Regions from separate parts of the Mus musculus genome. Here region 1 is linked to region 2. Evidence: chromatin contacts called from public promoter capture Hi-C data. All regions are on one chromosome and are shown on one strand. The core of a region is the stretch at or near the end of the contact, and the rest is flanking DNA. Distances in the headings are between cores, read along the strand shown. Region 1 overlaps B4galt4 (UDP-Gal:betaGlcNAc beta 1,4-galactosyltransferase, polypeptide 4). Region 2 overlaps Arhgap31 (Rho GTPase activating protein 31).

The links. Capture Hi-C pulls out chosen DNA fragments and counts their contacts.
Region 1: a promoter capture Hi-C map of adipose tissue shows a contact between it and region 2. The contact joins two enhancer-like sites. A contact is called at or near these places in 2 of 15 datasets of contacts at CTCF or cohesin (large pre-B cells and pro-B cells), 2 of 484 Hi-C or Micro-C datasets (embryonic stem cells and nephron progenitors), 5 of 115 datasets of contacts at active chromatin or transcription factors (T-cell acute lymphoblastic leukemia, embryonic stem cells, memory CD8 T cells and 1 more) and 5 of 9 other capture datasets (adipose tissue, embryonic stem cells, embryonic tail and 2 more).

The regions. Positions count from the first base shown.
Region 1 is chr16:38,762,208-38,765,542 of GRCm38.p6, forward strand. It overlaps B4galt4 (UDP-Gal:betaGlcNAc beta 1,4-galactosyltransferase, polypeptide 4), which reads left to right. Exons shown (of 7, transcript NM_019804.4): 5 at 862-984. Among named protein-coding and RNA genes, the nearest start is that of B4galt4, 22 kb to the left of the region's middle. Within about 2 kb of position 1,499, at least 40 of the 459 cell types and tissues checked have an H3K27ac peak or open chromatin away from gene starts, as enhancers often do. A contact at or near this core is called in adipose tissue, where this site is marked.
Region 2 is chr16:38,624,553-38,628,135 of GRCm38.p6, forward strand. Arhgap31 (Rho GTPase activating protein 31) reads right to left here. Exons shown (of 12, transcript NM_020260.2): 4 at 999-1,081; 5 at 1-102. It overlaps Gm36482 (a long non-coding RNA gene), which reads left to right. Exons shown (of 6, transcript XR_003951954.1): 3 at 3,224-3,340. Among named protein-coding and RNA genes, the nearest start is that of Gm36482, 11 kb to the left of the region's middle. Within about 2 kb of position 1,584, at least 8 of the 459 cell types and tissues checked have an H3K27ac peak or open chromatin away from gene starts, as enhancers often do. A contact at or near this core is called in adipose tissue, where this site is marked.

The DNA.
Region 1 (3,335 bases), core at 249-2,748, 140 kb after region 2:
GGTCAGTGGGATAAGAGTCCTTTTATCCTGGGAGCTACTCTCTGACATTCCTCCCACCCTATTGTCCTAGGCCTTTGGCTTCCTCTTCTCCTTATTAGTCTTAACAGTGGTTCAGCGGATGTTCAACTCTTCTTGCTCATTCTATAGTCGTCCAGGTGTCTCCTACTCCACGGTCTTCAGGTACTCACAGCTGCTGAGTTATCTCCGCACAGGTGTCTTGTGAACGTGAACCCTTCCTCCATTGCCCGTTGGCATAAGCCCTAGGAACGTCTCAAATTTAGCCTAAGAATAAATTCATTGTCTTGCTCTCAAAACCAAACGATTTTCTTCATACTCAGTTTTCATGAAAGACACTGCATTCCATCTGATTGCCCAAGCCCGCAGTTCAGCCGAGTGGGGGTGGCCTGTTGATCTCTGTAGAAAGCAGACTCTTAAGATGGTGGTTTGCAGAGTGAGCACAATCAAAGCACGGACTGGAACTGTCTCCTGATTTACACCTCTTCTCTACCCTAAGAAGAAAGGGGGAGGGGGAGTATATTTATCATGAGACTCATTGATGCTGAACATACCTGGTGTTCTTAGCAGCCTTTACATGGGATGGATTCTCTCACTCACATTTAAGGCAATACTGAATACCAGTGTTATTGATAACAGGCACGTGGGTCACCTTACTTAGTGGGGTCACCCAACAGCAGATCAAAGGCCAGCAGTACAGGGAGACATGAGGCAAGAGTAGATAGTTGAAATGGGTGGAGGTGAACCATCTCCCAAGGGTTCCTGGAATGCTAGCCCCCGAAACCAGAGGGGGAACAGAGGGGCTTTGTGCTAAATGTCACTTCTCTGTTTTCTCTTTTGCTCCAGGTTGCGTTACAGTAAATATTTTGGGGGTGTCACTGCCCTCAGCAGGGAACAGTTTCTCAAGGTGAATGGATTCTCTAACAACTACTGGGGATGGGGAGGAGAAGACGATGACCTCAGACTCAGGTGAACAGCAGAGAAGGGACCTTCCCGGGGCTCTGCTCTCAGGGCTGACCTGGAAACCCGCACTTGTGTGTAGTTCCTGGACATGCCAGGCCAGCAGGTCCTAAGGCTGCAGAGTTGGGCTTAAATGGTGCCAGGGTGTGTGTGTGTGTGTGTGTGTGTGTGTGTGTTGATGGTAAAGATGTACCCATTGCCCAGAAATTCCTAACTATTCAAAAGCCCATAAGTCAGAGCTGTGATCCCAAGGGCCTCCTGGGCAGACAGCAGGGGACCTTTTCCCTCTTCCTGATGCTGCTTAGAAAGTGTGTTCTAAGCTCGAGATCTGAATTGACAGATATGCCACGATCAAGCACCCAGGAGGCTGGTGTGAAGGAGCTAGGCCTCATGCTGCTTAGCCTTGGCCCCTTCGGGCAGAGAGCCTTTTGCCGTGTTTCTGAAAGAGGAAGGTTTTCCTGCCTAAGGGCTCCATGTCACCCAGACCCCAGCAGTCACCATCATGGTCACACAAGCTGCTGATCATACAGAGTCAGGGTTAGGAAGGGCTAGAGGAAGCCAGTACTTCCTTTTTCCCCAAGTCCCTTGTACTGCTTAGCTGGGCGAGCAGTAGATAGTTGCAATGGTTACATACCATCTCTGTCTCCTTTCCCACAGTTTCTTAGCTTTAAGGGAGAGTGAAACCTTAAGTTTTGTTTTTGTCAGCAGGGGAAGGGTTCACCTTCAGCAGCCTCGAGAGTTCTTTTCAGAGATCGCTGCTCATGGCTGAGAAGAACTTCAGGACAAGCCAGCAGGAAGCAGAATTGGAATTTATCCAAAGGCATTTTTACTACATACTTGGGTGCAGGAGTTCACAGATATAAAGGTCTTTTGGGGGAAAGAATAAGATATACGTGTTGGTGTGAACTTCTCTAGGGAAAATTATATTTCATTGTCTTACATGGCTTGAATGTGCACACACATGCACACATACTTGGTCCTGTTTCTGAGATAGATTGCTTAAAGGGTGTAAATTACAACAAAGTTTCACGTTTTTTTTTTTTTTTTTTTAGTCTTTATTTTTTGCCTACAAATGTTTTGTCTGCATAGACATACCTGTGCACTGTGTATGTGCAGGGCCTGCGGAGGGCAGGAGAGGGAGTCTGATTTCGCCTGGGACTGGAGACAGTTGTGAGCCACCCTGTGGTTGCTGGGGATTGAACTCTGGTCCTCTGGAAGGGCAATCAGAGCCCTTAACCATTGAGCCATCTTTCCAGGCCTACAATAAGGTTCAAAGACCTATGAGCTGGCTTATTTATTTCTCTCCAAAATTTTTCTTTTGTAAATGAAGTTGGGGGTGGTTTGGGGATGTGGGTTATTTAGATTTACAGATGAGAGATGAGTGTCAAGGTAGAAAACTTGAGGATTTACACATTCTGTCCCTGCATGGACACTGTTGATTTTAGCATCCTAGTTTGAAGTATCTGTAGGAAAACCCTGTTTATCTCTGCAGGCAAGTTTGGCCATATCAGCAGTGCTGAAGTTTCCGTTCTGTCTGTAGGAAAGGCAGCCAGATTCTGGAGTGTGGGGGCTCTTCCTCGCCATGTCTTTTTGCTTTTCTGTCTTTCTCTTCTGCCTCCATGAGACATCGTGATCCTCAGAACAGGTTTCCACCAATGCACTGAATAAACCAGGAAGGATGGAGCATAATATTGATTGAGACTTGCTGACTAATATTGAACACCACCCATCTTCTCTCCTACAGTATTTATTACAGTTTGTAAAGCATGTTCCAAGTGAATTCTGTTGTTTGAGCCTTTGAAATGCATTCTGTGTCACCAGTCTCATTTATAGACAAGGCCAAGATCTGGTAGAGCGAGCCGACTCAATGCTGTTGTCAGGCACAGAGCTTAGATGGAACCTTGGTTTGTGGCCGAGATTATGACTTTACACAGTCATTGCTTTCCTTGTGATGAGATAGCATTATTAATTATAGATCCCAGCAGACTCGGCTGTCTTGCTGCTTAGGATGCATAATAAATTAATATTTTATCAGGTCCTTTCCTCTCATTTTAAGAGTAATTAACTTCAAATTGGCATTTCTCCGCTACGTAAGTGTTAAATGCTATTTCTAAGTTTTTGAGCCACCGAAGACAATGGAGAATAATTTCCTCACACCTACACATGGCTGTGTCTTATTCTTTCCACACACAACCTCCATGTCTGTGAATGCCTGAATCCAGTCTAGATTAAGCACTTCCGGTTCACTTGGAACTCACTGTGTAGCTCAGGCTAGCCTCAGTTTATCACAGATCCTCATGCCCTTGATTAGCATTGCCACCCAACCTGCTAGAATTACGGATGCGTGTTACCACGGGAAG
Region 2 (3,583 bases), core at 334-2,833:
AGGTTTGGGGCCCACACCAGGGCCAGGTTCCTGGCGTGCATGTTGGTCTTGCTGCTGAATGAGGCGATGTGGGCCAGGTGTCGAATCAGGTATTCCAAGGTCCTGAAAGAGTTCGTTTGTTCAATTGATTTTTGGCAAAGTAAGAAATGTCAGTGCCTATGTGAAGTCTGCCATGTGGAGGTCATACCCAAGTTGGGATGAAGGAGTCTCTGTCTTATGGACTTTGAAGGAACACTGGGGAGAGATCAAGATTGATGAAGGGCCACTTCCTTGACTCCAGGGCCACTGACTCAGGATGGGGACAGATGTCAGCACTGTAAGATGTCAGATGAAACTGTAGGTCCAGGGACAGAAACAGAGCATCACAGGCCGCAGGCCCAGAGCTCTTAGTGACAACTTACTTCTTTCTCACCCTGGGGAAAATTCACTTTCCCACAATCCTCAAATAGGTTCTCATCTCGATTCTCAGGGATAGCTGTCTAGCTACAGGCTACCTGGGTTCTTGTCAGTGGGCCCGTTTCATAAACGAATGTTTGTTGACTTTAGGACGTTCTTTATAATACCACATCAAATTCTGCTAACCCTGGGAAAGTTAGTACCACTCCCGATAATCTGTTTGATAGGAAGGATAGGGATGATGTTTGGGGTAATCTTAAGATGCTCATGAGTCATAGTCACCCCCAACTTTAAGGTTTGGAAACCTGGGTTTCCAAAGGCTTCTTTGTAGTATAATTCAGCTTATAAACCAAAGCTGTCACAGTGAGGCTGGCTTGTGTGACTGTGATGACATTCTTTGGTACTCTGATGAGTATCCTGCAAGTGGAAGCAGGTTGTCCTCGGCTACCAACATCCCTGGTTGGACACCCGATCGTCCTGATAACACCGACTGCTCATTAATTTCCAAAACGCCTCCAGGAAAGCCACCATCCACTTGCTCCAGTTGTCACATGTCCCTGCCTCCTGGATGTTTTACCACACGGAGTCTGAGCGTTTCTTACCTATAATGGGGTGGGGGAAGCTCCAGGATAACATTCTGGATTCTGGCCAGCTGGCCTTCTTCTGGGCGATGAGACACTGCTTCCTGTGGAGAAGAACATGAAGTACCCAGTGAGCATCCAGGAGCCAGGACCCTTCCTGCATGTCCTGGTCTTATTCAGGACTCAGATCTTCCAGCCTTACAACTGCACCTGCAGATCCTGTCCCAGAAGCACTGGTGTCTGTGTCAATGGCAAGCCACATGCCCTTTCTGAGTCCCAGAGTCAAGGGTCTTCACCCTGTATGCACACAGGAGTGGGTGGGTCTCTGGGTGCCCTCAGAGGTTGTTTGGCGTCTGAGAAAGAACGTACAGGATTGAAAGGTGTCCTGCATGGCAGAGAGCCATAGACGCTTACATTCAGAGAGACAGCACAGGGACACACGTCTTTGGGTGTGAACAGCTACATACTTGTCACCTAGCCTGTGACTATTCCATGACTCCTAGTCTTCAACTGCTGCCTGTTTTGTCTGCCAAAAGGCAGAGAAGACGTGCCTTTCTTATCAGGCACAAGAGTTTTGTCCCCAGGATCTGGCGGCCTTGCTCTGATTTGCTATCTGCTTATATCCTGTGTGGGCATCTTGTTCCCGGCAGTCCAGGGCCTTGCAGGGGAGGCAGGAACACCATGAGGACAACGTGATGACAGGCTGGCTCATGTCCATCTCTCGCTGGCCCTAGGCTGCCTTGTGACACAGCATCCCTAACGATTCTTCAATTCTAGCCCTGTTTCCTATCTTGAGAATATATCCTGCCTGTGTGTGATGACTAAAACTGACAGTCAACTTGAGGGGATTCTAAAATCACTGAAGAGACATGTCTTTTGGTATGTCTGTAAAGGACTATCTAGATTAGGTTAATTGAAGTGAGGAGATTTAGGCACCCTAAATATGGACAGTGCCATTCCATAGGCTGGGATCCTGTACTGAATAAAAAAGAAGTAAATTGAGCCAATCACAAGCATTCTCTGTTTCTGGACTCAGGGCAGCGTGGCTAGCTGTCACCTGCTCTTGCATCTACTTTGATAACCACTGCTGGCTGCGATATAAGCAAAAATCAAGATTCAAATCTGGGGGTTTTGCACACCATTCACCCACATTTATTTGTTAGCTGGCATTTCTGGATCGTCCTTCCATTGTGGAGTACTGGGTGTGGCTTAGTGGTGAGAACATTGGCTTAGCGTGCACAAGGCCCTGGGTTGGATTTCCAGCCCAATGAAACAAATGATCAGAGTTCCTTGTAAGGCACTGCACAGTTTGGTGGTGATTGCATCTTCTTAGAAGGGCGAAGCAGGAAGGGAGTGAATTCAAGGCTTGCCTGGGCTACAGACTGTATTTATATCAAGATCCAGTTTCAAAAGCCATTATATTTATTATTATTCCTTGTGTATTTACGCATGGTATATATGTGAAGGTTGAGAATAGCCTGCAGAAATTGGTTCTCTCTTACCATGATGGATCCCAAGGATCAAACTCAGGTCACTGAGCTTGGCTGCAAGCATCTTTAACCACTGAGCCATCTCACTGTCCTCCATCCTAAAACTTTAAAAGGGATTGTGGCCCTAGCTCAGTGACAAAGCACTTCTTACCACATAAGAGGCTCTGCATCTAGTCCCTGGCACCACAAAACAAACAAAAGCCCAACAACAACAATTAACATTCACAGTTATACTCTTAGCAATGATAGCTTTTAGACACTACTCACTGAGAGCCGAAGCCAATTAACTTTGGGGAACACTCACTGTCTGCTGGGCCCTTCTCTCAACCACATCTACTGTGTATGTTCTGATTTAAAAGGATTCTAAGGTCCTGCCTGGGTCTCCCTACCCCTCTTGCCCCTGTTCCCAAACCACTCCTGTGCTGGGCAATGTCTGTGCCAGCATGCTCGTTTACTTACTTACTTGTAAATTTAAATTTTTTTTGTTTTCGAGACAGGGTTTCTCTGTGTAGCCCTGGCTGTCCTGGAACTTACTCTGTAGACCAGGCTGGCCTCGAACTCAGAAATCCGCCTGCCTCTGCCTCCCAAGTGCTGGGATTAAAGGTGTGAGCCACCACCGCCCGGCTTAAATTTCAATTTAAAGTAAGCTTACAAAGTGACAGGTTTCATTTTGGCATTTGAATTCTGTGTACACGCGTGCACCAGCCAGAGAAGTATGACTCTTGTCTTCCTGTGTGCCTATTCCTTTTGACACAGGGTCTCCCACTGAGCCCAGAGCTTGACAGTTAGCCATAGAGATCCTAATGTCTCCTGCATCATCGGTGCCTATGACGTCATCCAGTTTTTACGTGGACAATGAGAACCAGCATTCAGGTCTGTGGCTCGTGCATCAAGTGCTCTTACCTACTAAGCCACCTCCCCAGATCTCATAACTAATCCCCTTTTCAATGGAAGTAAAACATATCTACGTATGTATGTACATATGTATGTACGTATGTATGTATGTATGTATGCATGCATCATCTATCCGTCTATTTACTTGATATATGCACACTATTTTAAAATGGCAGTCAGATACCTCAATGCGGGAAACTTGGGTTATCTTTCCCTAAGAAG